2 separate regions of the Ovis aries genome follow, and region 2 is linked to region 1. A link is a contact called in public Hi-C data. All regions are on one chromosome and are shown on one strand. The core of a region is the stretch at or near the end of the contact, and the rest is flanking DNA. Distances in the headings are between cores, read along the strand shown.

What was found. A called contact is a pair of places that touch in the nucleus more often than the background predicts.
Region 2: a contact with region 1 is called in a Hi-C map of skin fibroblasts, with 2.4 times the contacts expected there. The contact joins the promoter of PCDH18 here to the enhancer-like site in region 1. A contact is called at or near these places in 2 of 16 Hi-C or Micro-C datasets (skin fibroblasts and tail adipose tissue).

What each region holds. Positions count from the first base shown.
Region 1 is chr17:20,277,118-20,284,590 of ARS-UI_Ramb_v3.0, forward strand. No RefSeq gene overlaps it. Among named protein-coding and RNA genes, the nearest start is that of PCDH18, 77 kb to the right of the region's middle. Within about 2 kb of position 2,669, at least 5 of the 54 cell types and tissues checked have an H3K27ac peak or open chromatin away from gene starts, as enhancers often do.
Region 2 is chr17:20,353,112-20,360,584 of ARS-UI_Ramb_v3.0, forward strand. It overlaps PCDH18 (protocadherin 18), which reads left to right and starts at 4,383. Exons shown (of 5, transcript XM_060400654.1): 1 at 4,383-4,622; 2 at 4,878-7,280. The coding sequence starts at 4,575.

The sequences.
Region 1 (7,473 bases), core at 1,419-3,918:
CCATGAGTAGAAACAGTCTGCTGTTTGGGGGTCAGTGGGCATTTTTTTTCTTGTCCTTTATTCAGGGAGATTACATTCATTCCAGAGTACTGGCTTTGTGTGGGTCTCATTTCCAGGTCCATGCCTTGTACTGCTTTGGACCTAAAAGCTGTATCCCTTGTGATTAGAGTCCTTATCAGATCAGATAATCCTTGGGTTATTGTGGACTGTTTAGTAGTAGTTCCTTCTTTGTCACCTCTGGCAATTTTTCCTTTCTTTAGATTTTACCTCTTTCCTCTTCTCTTCTCTATCTTCTTTTCTCTTTCTCCCCTGACACCTATCCATCCCCTCATTTTGTTCAAATTTTCTCTTACTGAAGGAAGGTTTCAGGACACAGAACAATAAGTTACCAGGCATCTCTTGACTCATTTTGATTAGACCATTTCAATACAATCCCAATACTTATTCTTGTCTCTAATCTGCCTTCTCCAACCCGTAACAAACTGATTCAAGTTTTCTCTTCCTGGACAATCCTCCTACCAGGCCAAACATCCTAAACTTATATTTGTTATTTTCTCTGATCTAATTTGTGAGAGCAAACCTACTATGGGAAGCTACATACAAAAATTGTTTTCAAATACAGAGAAGGCTGCATTCCTCAACTCTGAAAATAATTACTAAGAGGGCAATGCACTAAATAACCATAAGAAGAAGAAAAATACTTTATAACCGTAGTTGAGATTCTACATCAAAGTAATGATTAGCAATTACTGCCTATTTGAAGACTGTGAAGTGAAGTGAAGTCACTCAGTCGTGTCCAACTCTTTGCGACCCCACAGGCTGCAGCCTACCAGGCTCCTCGGTCCATGGGATTTTCCAGGCAAGAGTACTGGAGTGGGTTGCCATTTCCTTCTCCAGAGGATCTTCCCGACCCAGGGATCGAACCGGGGTCTACCGCATTGTAGGTAGACGCTTTATCATCTGAGCCACTAGGGAAGCCTGTATCCCTTGAAGACTGTACTTAAATTTTATTGCTTCTCAGGCAACTGTTTGGAAATATTTGATTGATGATATAACAACTCTTGTTTTTAAATCTTTAGAAAGTGATAGGCTTAATTTTTTGTTTCCTGTTCTAAAAGAAAGCAATGATGGTCTGCCTTATCTAAAATACTTTGGTTTGTTACGTATGAGGTTGGTTGATCTTTTGTTAACATACAACTCATGTTTTCTGATGTGTTTTCCTTTCATTCAAGTTTAACTTAAGTTGCATTTTCTGAATGTATACACAACCCAGTTACAAGAAACGAAGCCTGGTTGTACTGTCAACTGAGACAATCAGCTGCATGTGGGAAAACACTCACCAATAATGTAGTCAGTCAGACATCTACATTCCTTACAAAGAAAATGAGTTTGATTCTCCTTCTTGACATAGGCTGTTTCTCTTAGATTATGCTTCTCCAGAGCTGTAGATCTCTTTCAAGGAGATTTTATCATTCTACAAAGTAGATTATATTCTTAGGATTCATTCATGATTCATCTGAAGGGCTGTACAGTTTTATTCAAGAAATTTGTAAATGGTGGGGTGGTACATGTATGGAAGTAAAGTTTTGCTGATTCGTGAATTTAATGCTTAACATTTAAAGTAATCTTAAGAGTCTGGTATAAGTGTTATAGCTATACAGATAAAGAAACTTGCCCCAAATCACACAATTGTTAAGTGATACAGCCAGGATTTGACCCAGACACTCTGCCTATTTATACCTTACATTTAACAACTGTGTTATACTGTTTGCTGGTCCCAACTAGTCATTCCACCATGAGAGCAAATTGCAACTGTTCTATAGAACTGAATATATTTTTTTCCAATTTGGAAATGGTCTAGTCTTTTCAAAATATTTCTAATGAGCAACTTATTGGTATGACTAATTGTATCTTTATTTTGCTATTATTTATTACTTCTAGAAGCACTGAAGAAAATCTACTACCTATGTAATCTCTTTATTCCCCAAAATAAGTTTGGCATTGGCCTTAACTTCTGACACCAAAGAAAAACTGATTATAATACTTAGAAATGAATCCACGAACACAATTAAAAGCAAAAAGAGATGGTTAATTGTGCTAATGTACATTCCTCTTTATAACCTGCAGATGGTCACAAGTAATTGAGGAAATAAATTCTATCTCCCCAACAAATGAAATGTCTCACCACTATATTTTTGTTCCTCTTGCTGAAACTCTTAAGGGCTTTTTATTTACCTGACTATAGATCTTGGGAACTGATCAACTAGTAAGAGAAATACCTCCAGCTAAATGGAAGGAAACATGTTTTCCTAAACTCCATATTCTAATAATGAGTTTCATCACATATTCTATGATGAAAAACAAATAATACTCACTATGCCAAATCTATATATTCAAAATTACCATCTCTAATGTTTGAAGACAGGCTTGTCATTATCATCTAACTCAAGTTACATGAAATATGATTTAAATCCCCTAAGGAAACATTTCAAAATGTGGTATGCATTAGGTTCTTTCATTTCCTAAAAGGTGATTCATAGAACGAGGGCTAGAAAAATGGTGTTCTTGGCAATTCTTTAAGTTTCACACCCCTATCACCCATTTTTGCATTTAAACTGATCATTTACTGGCAGCAGATGGGTAATAGGATAAAAGTTTTCAATATGGTGTGGTGAGCATATATATTTCCAGACACAACACGAGAGAGTACAAAGCAGTGTTCTTTAAAGTGATTAACAAAGACCCATGGAATCTGCTATCAATCTTCCTTGTTACTGTCATAGCCCTTCCCAAGACTGTTAGAGAAACTTTACAATAGCTGAATACATGTTACACATACAGATGGGGAAGTGCCTCAGGCAGCTTGGCAAATTTTACTATGAGTCAGTTTTTGAATTTCTGCTTTCTGAGTCACCATCTCATCTGAGTCTGACATTTTCATTTTAAAAATTCTCTTACCTTAATGTTGACATGTCTGTGTCATTTCATAATATTTGTTGCATTTGAAAATATTATCAACAAATATGCTTCACTGAGATGAACATTAAATGACAAGATACAAGTTTAATTTATCTGGGGGCACATTCTCCTCCCCACCTTTTTCCATTGTAGTATAAGGAAATCCCTATCTCAATTTCAATTTTTCTAACTGTAGGGGGAAAATTATGGATATTTCTAGCATGAGAGGTTTTTTTTAAATAATGTTCTAATTAATGTATTTATGTAAAATGGTATAACATTTCATATGAACTACTAGTTTCAGACTCTTGTTAATTATAAAAGACAAAAGATAAAGGAACACAGCTCAAAGTAGTGCTAATGAGAGGTTTGTTTGCTTATTTTTTTTTAACTCAACCTATTCTAAAAAAAAGTGCTTGCTGTTAGATAACTATTAATCTCTGGTTCTAATCAGAACTATGATATTAACAGGACTATTTTAAATGGCTAATATTTCCCAGAGAAAGTCCTAGAATGATGTTGAATGCATTATCTACACACAGCAACTACAGAGGGTTTTCCTTAGGCTTGCATTACTGCTAGATTAGGGTCCTATTTAACCCATCATGATTCCTAGTTGCAATTTAGAATACAAAGAAGATGCAATTAAGAGCCTGGGTGGAGGGTGTGCTGTTGATTCACAGAGATGGAAAATAAAAAAAAAAGAAAGTGAGTGACAATGAAGGTACATTTTTAGGTAAAACAGGAAGCTGAAGGACCATTTCATTTAACATTAATCATAAATACAGAGCGGGCTTCCCAGGTGGCTCATGGTAAAGCATCCCCTGCCAGTGAAGGAGAACAAGTTTGATCCTTGGCTTGGGAAGATTCTCTAGAGAAAGCAATGTCAACCCACTCCAGTATTCTTGCCTGGGAAATCCCATGAACAGAGAAGCCTGGCAAGCTATAGTCCATGGGTCGCAAAAGAGTCAGACACTACTGAGCAACTAAACAACAACAACATAAATACAGAGGAGGAGAACAGAATAATTTCAGAATGTGTATAAAGGATAGAAACAGTATGGACCTAACAGAAGCAGAAGATATTAAGAAGAGGTGGCAAGAATACACAGAAGAACTGTACAAAAAAGATCTTCATGACCCGGATAACCACAATGGTATGATCACTCACATAGAGCCAGACATCCTGGAGTGCGAAGTCAAGTGGGCCTTAGAAACCATCACTATGAGCAAAGCTAGTGGAGGTGATGGAATTCCAGCTGAGCTAATTCACATCCTGAAAGATGACGCTGTTAAAGTCCTGAAGTCAACATGCCAGCAAATTTGGAAAACTCAGCAGCAGCCACAGGACTGGAAAAGGTCAGTTTTCATTCCAATCAAAAGAAAGGTAATGCCAAAAAATGTTCAAACTACCACACAATTGCACTCTTTTCACATGCTGGAAAAGTAATGCTTAAAATTCTCCAAGCTAGGCCTCAACAGTACGTGAACAGAGAAATTCCAGATCTACAAGCTGGATTTAGAAAAAGCAGAGGAGCCAAAGATCAATTGACAATATCCGCTGAATCATAGAAAAAAACAAGGGAATTCCAGAAAAACATCTACTTCTGCTTCATTGACTACGTTAAAGCTTTTGATGGTGTAGATCACCAAAAAACTGTGGAACATTCTTAAATAGATAGGAATACCAGGCCACCTTACCTGTTTCCTGCAAAAGCTGTATGCAGACCAAGAAGCAACAGTTAGAACCAGACGTGGAACGACAACAGACTGGTTGCAAATTGGGAAAGGAGTACGTCAAGGCTGTATATTGTCACCCTGCTTACTTAAGTTACATGCAGAGTACATTATGTGAAATCCTGGACTGGATGAATCACAAGCTGGAATCAGTATAGTCAGTAGAAATATCAATAACCTCAGATATGCAGATGACACCACCCTTATGAAGAGGAACTAAAGAGCCTCTTGATGAAGGTGGAAGAGGAGTGTTAAAAAGTTGGCCAGAAATGAAGATCATGGCATCCAGTCTCTCATCACTTCATGGCAAATAGATGGGGAAACAATGGAAATAGTGACTTTATTTTTCTTGGGGTCCAAGATCACTGCAGATGGTGACTGTAGCCAAGAAATTAAAAGACACTTGCTCCTTGGAAGATTAGCTATGACCAACTTAGACAGCATACTAAAAAGCAGAGACATTACTTTGCTGACAAAGGTCCATCTAGTCCAAGCTATGGTTTTTCCAGTAGTCATGTACAGATTTGAGAGTTGGACCATAAGGAAGGCTAAGTGTCAAAGAACTGATGCTTTTGAACTGTGATGCTGCAGAATATTCTTGAGAGTCCTTTGGACTCCAAGGACATCAAACCAGTCAATCCTAAAGGAAATCAGTCCTGAATAGTCATTGGAAAGTCTAATGCTGAAGCTGAAGCTTCAATACTTCAGCAACCTGATGCAAAGAGCTGACTCATTGGAAAAGACCCTGATGTTGGGAAAGATTGAAGGCAAAAGAAGAAGGTGGCAGAGGATGAGATGGTTAGATAGCATCACCAACTCAATGGACATAAATTTGAGCAAACTCTGGGAGATAGTTAAAGACATGGAGGCCTGGCATGCTGCAGTCTATGCATTCACAAATAATCAGACAAGACTGAGTGACTGAACAACAACAATGGGACTTCAGGCTAAAATTAGGGAGACTTGAAGAAATTTGCAAATGAAAATAGTGAAATTGGGAAATTTTAGTTTTCTCAGCAGTGATACAGACCTACATGATCTTCAGGAGCTTAGATTGTAGTGCATCCAATCAACCATTTTATTTTAGCTTTCTCCAACAACGCTCAAAGATCAGGAAGAAGGTTGGGGAAAGAAATGGCAGTTATGACAAAAAGTCAAGACCATGGAGACTCTGGAGGCAAGCAGAAGTATGTATCGAAGGAGGTCAAATCTCTGGGATGGTGACTGAGGACAAAATTCAGCTTATAAAAAAATGACAGATGTGAGAATAATATGTGGAGACTAAAGAAGTAAATTCTAGAAATCTTGATCATGAAAGAGGGAGATTTGGAAAAATGATGATACCAAAATATGTGGCCTGTATACCATAAATTTTGTATCATCAAAATTTATCAGTTCAATTCAGTTCAGTTGCTCAGTCATGTCCCATTCTTTGCAACCCCATGGACTGCAGCACGCCAGGCTTCCCTGTATAATACCAAATCCTGGAACTTGCTCAAACTCATGTCCATCAAGTCAGTGATGCCATCCAACCATCTCATCCTTTGTGGTCCCATTCTTCCCTGGTGGCTCAGAGGTGAAAGCATCTGCCTCCAGTGCAGGAGACCTGGGTTCGATCCCTGGGTCAGGAAAATCCCCTGGAGAAGGAAATGGCAACCCACTCCAGTATTCTTGCCTGGAGAATCCCATGATGGGAGAAGCCTGGTAGGGTAGGCTACACTCCACGGGGTCTCAAAGAATCGGACACGACTGAGTGACTTCACTTTCACTTTCTTCTCCTGCATTAGGGTCTTTCCCAGCATCAGGGTCTTTTCCAATGACAGTTTTTCACATCAGGTAGCCAAAGCATTGGTGCTTCAGCTTCAGCATCAGTTCTTCCAATGAATATTCAGGACTGATTTCCTTTAGGATTGACTGGCTTGATCACCTTGCAGTCCAAGGGACTCTCGAGAGTCTTCTCTAACACCGCAGTTCAAAAGCATCAGTTCTTTGGCCCTCAGCTTTATTTATAATTCAACTTTCCTAGGCACACATGACTACTAGAAAATCCGAAACTTTGACTAGACAGACCTTTGTTGGTAAAGCAATGTCTCTGCTTTTAAATATGCTGTCGAGGTTTGTCATAGCTTTTCTTCCAAGGAGCAAAAGTCTTATAATTTCACGGCTGCAGTCACCATCTGCAGTGATTTTGAAGCCCCAAAATATAAGGTCTCTCACTGTCTCCATTGTTTCCCCATCTATTTGCCATGAAGTGATGGGACCAGATGCCATGATCTTAGTTTTCTGAATGTTGAGATCAAGGAATTGTAAGGACAGGTTCTGAAGCCACAGTATTTAAATAATGTTGGATCTGTAATTTTAAATATACAAATTTACAAAGTTCTAGACCCAATAATCAAGTACATATTTCAATATGCATTTTACTCAAAGGATATTTTAAGGGCACAAATTATGCTCAGATTATTAATTTTTTTTTTTTTAACCAAGGCAGAAACCAGCCTGATCCATTTTCTAATAGAGAAGAGAGTCTTCTCAAATTAGAAGACATTAGGTGTATGGAGATTCCTTTTCTCTTTACAAAGAAAAGGGAAAGTTAGGACACTGTGCATGCTTTTTGAAAATAATGAGGCCACCCTTCCCTTTAGTATATCTTTTTCATATCTTGTTGCCTTTCAAAAAATGCTGGCTGTTATGTTTGCTTTTTATACTCATTAATAACCATTTTCAAAGTAACTCACTTTCTCTTCATCTGGTTTTTTTTTTTTTTCTTCTGTTTTT
Region 2 (7,473 bases), core at 3,133-5,632, 78 kb after region 1:
TATTCTTGAATAGGTTAGAAAGTGAATGCAGGGAGAACAACATGAACTTCTTTTACCTGTATTGCAGTATTAAATACATTTCTATGTTTTAGGGTCTAGGTATACTTAAATAGGTTTATGGATCTTATGGAATTTTCTTCAGTGAACCACCAAGTTTTCAAGACCTTCATGGATCATTATTATTAGCTTTGTCAACTATGGCTCACAAGCGGCCTTCATAAATCAAAAACGGGGAGAGGTTCATCTTTCCAGCATAAAATTATATAATTATCTAAACCAAAAGCTTGAAAAGCAAGAAGGACTGAGGTTATAATTCACACTCCTTCCTCCACCCCTCCAATGGATTTTAGGAAGAAAACAGACACACAGAGGCTAAGAAAAGGAAACTAACCTTTGTTTAGTGTTTACTCTCTCTGCTGTTTCTTCTATATAGTTTTTAAAATTCTTATAAGAATTCTTTATAGCAAACAATGATTAGTCCCACAGGATTAGCCAGATTGGGAGAAGATAAACTGTTTAAGATTATACAATTATCACCTGATGGTACCTGCGTTGGTACATGAGTCGGGCTCATATAAAAAGTCAAGCTTTTCATTTTAAATAGTTCCAGAGTATTGAGATTTCTTAACTTTAACAACTTCTGGCTGGTAAAGCTTTTGCTCTTACCTCATTCCCAAGATATATTGTAGAGTAACTATTAGATTTGTTACAAGCAAGAATATAAGTTCCTCCTACAAGGCATTTCACAACGAATGGCATGAGAAAGGTTATCATGGTATGCCAATTTGCAAAAATATTGTGAGATCCCATAGTAATACAAATTAAAACATTTAAACAAAATTAACATCTATTTGTAAGATATAATTTTAGTGACTAAAAGTTTGGATTCCAGGACCAAAAAAGTCACTATCGTTGATGTAATGGAGACGTACACGAGCTTTACAATTGAGTCTTACCCTTCCTCTCTTCTTCAGTAGGAAAAAAGAAAAGTGAAAGTGTTAGTCACTCAGTCGTGTCTGACTCTTTGTGACCCCATGGACTGTAGCCCACCAGACTCCTCTGTCCATGGAATCCTCCAGGCAAGAATACTAGAGTGGTTTGCCATTTCCTTCTCTTGGGATCTTTCCAAGCCAGGGGTTGAACATGGCTCTCCCGCACTGCAGGCAGACTCTTTACCCACTGAGCCACAAGGGAAGTACCTTCAGTAGGAAAGAAACCATTAAAGATTCAGAATTATAAAGCTTTGTTTTTGCTGGGCTTCCCTGGTGGCTCAGACAATAAAGAATCTTCCTGCAATGCAGGAGACCCTGGTTTGATCCCTGGGTCAGGAAGATTTAGAGGAGGAAATGGCTATCCACTCCAGTATTCTTGTCTGGAGAATCCCATGGACAGAAGAGCCAAAAGTTATCACAAGAAGTGACATGGTAGAAGTGACTGGATATATACCCTATGTCAGCTGGTATCTTTTCTCTAGGTCTAGCAATTTTCGGCCAACTTAGGCTGATGAGGTAAAAGGATACTTGTGAATAAAATATGCACAAGAGGATGGAAGTAGCTGAGATTCTCCTCCAGGAACTGGAGTAGCTATCATCACTTAGAGTGCCACAGTCCTCAAGAGAAGAAGCCCTCTTCTTTCTTGTCAACAAAGGCCTCCATGTCACACGAGTTTGGACACTAAGGAACATTCTATCACTGCTTCATCACTAGGATATCTAAGAAGTTGTTTCAGGGTCTATCACTTTTTCATGACTTTGTAAAATTCAAGAAGAAAATTAAATCCAATCATCATTAGATAACAACTAACAGAAGTTTATCAGTTTTCTTCCCCTGACACAAACCCTTTCATAAACAGCAAGGGATATGAGGGACAGACTTTTTTTTTTTTTTTGGATTTTCTATTCAGGGCTACCAAATAAGGACATTTTGAATTCCTGGAACTCATCAAAAGTTCGAAGGAAAGATTTAGTTTCTATTTTGTACTTTTTGAAAACAAGTTTGAAAAAACAGAGTAATATACACTAAGGAGAAATCAAAAGCAAAATACTATCATGTAGGTATATATATAATTTCTCAGGGAGAGACTATCCAGCTGAAAATGAAGCAGTATTTGGTAAGGATGATACAACAAGAGAAAAAAGCCCTCCTGCATGAAAGGATTCAACGTTCTTTAATGATTTACTCATGGAAACGCATTTCTTATGAGTTTATATTAATTTCTAATCAATTTCAAGTATTTCAGTAAGTTACTTCTGAAGCTTTTTTCACAACAGTTAATTCTGTTCAAGCTCACTGTCAGAAATAAGTGAAAGATTTTTAAGATATTTTTACTTTTCAAGCATAGGAAAAATGTCTTTTACATTAAGATAATCAAAATCATTGCTCTTGGGGTATTGGGAAGTAGACTTACCAAATCCAAAAAGAAAACTCTCCTAGAACTAATAGAATTAGATTACCTTTGAATTTTCACCCCAACTTTGAATAGTCACTAATTCTTTTCTTTGCTCTTTTGGTGTCTGCAAAGGGGTTCACTAAAGCCTGAATTGATATAATTATTGGCTCAGATTGTTAGAGATCTAGGACAGATGGCTATGGGTTTCTAAAGTCCCAGTTGGTTGTGGTAGGTTTCCTAGTTTTGCTATAGGGTTTGGGATCAGCAATTTGAAAGGGCTACAAACTTGTAAAACAGTATTATTCATGGGGGCAGAATGTTCATCAGCGTGACCCAGTACTAAATACATTCATTATAGGCATTTCTATTCTGCACAATTTGCCACACAGCACTAGTTTCTGGAGGGGGGAGAAAAAGACAATGGCTTATAAAATGCTTTTGAATGCCTAAAAAGAAGGAGAATTCACGCTGAGACTCCTCTGCTTTCTTTTTTGGAAAGAATCTTCTTAGTTACTTTAGCTGAGCTCTGCTGAGAGTAAGCAAAGTGGAAAAATCAGAAAATTACTTTTTTTATATGTTTCTAGGGGGCAAAAGAGAGAGTGGGAGAAAATAAATGGGAAAAAAGTGACAGTGAGATTATGTGAAACAGCAAATATGCAAGTGGATGAAGACAGCTGAGGAATAATGCAAGAGGTATGAAAAAAAGCATTAAGAATAGAGCCATGATGATAAACTTAAAAGGAATTGCAGAGCAGAAAGAACATCATAAATAATCATATTTTCAAATAAGAATACCATATCAGTTTCTGTGACCTGGATAGAGCACAAGACTCCCATGATATTTCCTTAGCATTTTGATGCACACAAAATGCAATTTTCAGCTCAGGCATCTTATTTTTCAATGTAAACAAGCTTTGGGTTTTTAAAATACAAATCCTAAAAGTGTTTTCATAAATAATACATATATTATAAAAATTTGACTTGTAAATTTCTGAGTCCGTGTCCCCCCAGTATTCATTGTGAAGATTCACCATGTATAGATAGTCTAGTATTTTTTCCGTAGAAATTGACATGCTAAACCATGAAATGTCTTTTACCAAAGGTAAATAGGATTTTTTGAAGTACAGGGCAAAGAAATATCATAGCCAATTTTGGCCAAACTCCAGGCAAAAAGTGTTATAAGGTAGAACTATATTGTTAATTAGTTTCGAATCTTAAGGTGTTCCTTTAAATCTTGCTAATTAAGAGAAATCAAGAGTGGAAAATAGCCTTTTTCTTATCTTCAAAGAATAAAGATGAAAGAAAAACAGAAAATGAAACCTCTTTACTAGTTCTGTTCTTTAAAACAGAGCACAAGAAAATCTGCTTGTGCTCACAAAAGGAGAAAGACCCAAGTATTTACAGAGGGGGAGGGGAAGGAGGCGGGCAAACAAGCCTAATTAGAAGCAAGTTTTCAAATTTTATTAAATTCCTCCACCAAAAAAATGCACTTAGAGGTATTTTAAGTTAAACCAGTACTTAAGGACTATGAAAAGCAAGATGATTACATGTTTGCGGAAGAAGAAAGGGCAATTAAGAAAACCAGGGCAATTTAAAATACCAAATAAATAAAGGCGACCAGAAGTTGATTTAAAGTTTTTCTTCTGTAATTTGTCTCTCCTTTGTCGTGGCACGCTCAGAGAAAGTGAATGCAGTAGATGCCGAGGAGGAAGGGAGAGGGTGGAGGAAGGCAGGAGCAGTCACGGAGCCTCCCGCATCCTGCTCCCCCAGCCCCCACCGGCCCTGCTCTCCCAGGCTCGCTCTCTCCCGCGCCCCCAGCCCCCGCCCCCCAGCCCTCCCCGTCTCTCTCCTTCTCCCACCCTCCTCGTCAGTCTGCCCAGCCCTCGCTTTGGGGACTCCATCAGCTTTTGATTTGGAAGGACGCTGATTGGCTGGAAGCGATTCAACACACGCCGGGCCAGAGAGCTTTGTCTGAGTTGAAGTGAAGTTGTACAGATTTTAGACTGGAGTCAGCAATCACGGGCGTTTAGTCTGCAGCCGAGCAGAGAAAGGGAGAGAGAATCACTCGGGAAAGATCCATTGCGGACTCTGCCGGCACCCTGCAATAGATGGATTCCGACTACACAAGGGGGAAAACGCGGAGGTGACACTTCTTTTCCTGCCAAGAGGACGAACGGCCAAACAAATGCAAGGGCTGGACTCCATGCCGGTAATATCTGGAAGGCGTGACACGGTGTGTATAAAGCAAAAGTTTGCGAGCTGTTAATTGCTGTGCTGTGTTATTAAGAGACGCTTTCAAGTTTCCGGTACCAAATATAGCTTAGCTTTAAGTTGCCAAAGGAAGTTGAGGGGATTGGTTTTCTGTTTTAACTTGCTCTGTGAGCTGAATCTCATAAACTGACCGATGTACCAAATGAATGCTAAAATGCACTTTACGTTTGTTTTTGCACTCTTGGTGGTGTCTTTCAACTTGGATGTGCTGGGCAAGAATTTGAAATACAGGATTTATGAGGAGCAGAGGGTTGGATCGGTAATTGCAAGACTATCAGAGGATGTGGCTGATGTGTTAGTTAAGCTACCTAATCCTTCTACTGTTCGCTTCCGAGCCATGCAACGGGGAAATTATCCTCTACTCGTGGTCAACGAGGATAACGGGGAAATCAGCATAGGATCAAAAATTGACCGCGAGCAACTATGCCAGAAAAACTTGAACTGTTCCATAGAGTTTGATGTGATCACTCTGCCCACTGAGCATCTGCAGCTTTTCCATATTGAAGTTGAAGTGCTGGATATTAATGACAATTCGCCCCAGTTTTCAAGATCTCTCATACCTATTGAGATTTCAGAAAGCGCGGCCGTGGGGACCCGTATCCCTCTAGACAGTGCATTTGATCCAGATGTTGGGGAAAATTCCCTCCATACGTATTCTCTTTCTGCCAATGATTTTTTTAATATCGAGGTTCGAACCAGGACTGATGGAGCGAAGTATGCAGAACTCATAGTGGTCAGAGAGCTGGATCGGGAACTGAAGTCAAGCTATGAGCTTCAGCTCACCGCCTCCGACATGGGGGTGCCTCAGAGGTCTGGCTCATCCATACTAAAAATCAGTATTTCAGACTCTAATGACAACAGCCCTGCTTTTGAGCAGCAGTCTTATATAATACAACTCTTAGAAAACTCCCCTGTTGGCACTTTGCTCCTTGATCTGAATGCCACTGATCCAGATGAGGGCGCTAATGGGAAAATTGTCTATTCCTTCAGCAGTCATGTGTCTCCCAAAATTATAGAGACTTTTAAGATTGATTCAGAAAGAGGACATTTGACTCTTTTCAAGCAGGTGGATTATGAAATCACCAAATCCTATGAGATTGATGTTCAGGCTCAAGATTTGGGTCCAAATTCAATCCCAGCACATTGCAAAATTATAATTAAGGTTGTGGATGTTAATGACAATAAACCTGAAATTAGCATAAACCTCATGTCCCCTGGAAAAGAAGAAATTTCTTATATTTTTGAAGGGGATCCTATTGACACATTTGTTGCCTTGGTCAGGGTTCAGGACAAGGATTCTGGGCTGAATGGAGAAATAGTTTGTAAGCTTCATGGACATGGTCACTTTAAACTTCAGAAGACTTATGAAAACAATTATTTAATCTTGACGAATGCCACGCTGGATAGAGAAAAGAGATCTGAATACAGTTTGACTGTAATTGCTGAGGACAAGGGGACACCCAGTCTCTCTACAGTAAAACATTTTACTGTTCAAATCAATGATATAAATGACAATCCACCCCACTTCCAGAGAAGTCGATATGAATTTGCAATCTCAGAGAATAACTCACCCGGGGCGTATATCACCACCGTTACAGCCACAGATCCTGATCTTGGAGAAAATGGGCAAGTGACGTATACCATTTTGGAGAGTTTTATCCTGGGAAGTTCCATAACTACATATGTAACCATTGACCCATCTAATGGAGCCATCTATGCCCTCAGAATATTTGACCATGAGGAGGTGAGTCAGATCACTTTTGTGGTCGAAGCAAGAGATGGTGGAAGTCCAAAGCAACTTGTAAGCAATACCACTGTTGTGCTCACCATCATTGATGAAAATGACAATGTCCCTGTGGTTATAGGGCCTGCACTGCGCAATAACACGGCAGAAATCTCCATCCCCAAAGGGGCTGAAAGCGGCTTTCATGTCACAAGAATTAGGGCAATTGACAGAGACTCTGGTGTGAATGCAGAACTCAGCTGCTCCATAGTAGCAGGTAATGAGGAGAATATCTTTGTAATTGATCCACGATCATGTGACATCCATACCAACGTAAGCATGGAATCTGTTCCCTACACAGAATGGGAGCTCTCAGTTGTCATCCAGGACAAAGGCAATCCTCAGCTGCATACCAAAGTCCTTCTGAAGTGTGTGATCTTTGAATATGCAGAGTCGGTGACAAGTACAGCAATGACCTCAGTAAGCCAGGCACCCTTGGATGTCTCCATGATTATAATCATTTCCTTAGGAGCAATTTGTGCAGTGTTGTTGGTTATTATGGTGCTGTTTGCAACTAGGTGTAACCGAGAAAAAAAAGACACTAGATCCTACAACTGCAGGGTAGCAGAATCGACATACCAGCATCACCCTAAAAGACCCTCCAGGCAGATCCACAAAGGGGACATCACATTGGTGCCTACCGTTAACGGCACCCTGCCCATCAGATCTCATCACAGGTCATCTCCGTCTTCATCTCCCACCTTAGAAAGAGGGCAAATGGGCAGCCGGCAGAGTCACAACAGTCACCAGTCCCTCAACAGTTTGGTGACCATCTCATCAAACCACGTGCCAGAGAATTTCTCATTAGAACTCACCCATGCCACCCCTGCTGTTGAGGTAAGATCACACCCTGCACCTATTCACTGACACACTCAGTTGTTAGTGGTCAGAAGTTTGTCTATGCCTTAGTTCTTAAATGTTTCCATTACTAAGTAACAGTACTAACAAAATGGAAATTAAATAGGACGCACGTTACATTATGTAGATAAAGCAAATATACACACCTCAGCATGCTGGTCTGAAGTTTTTC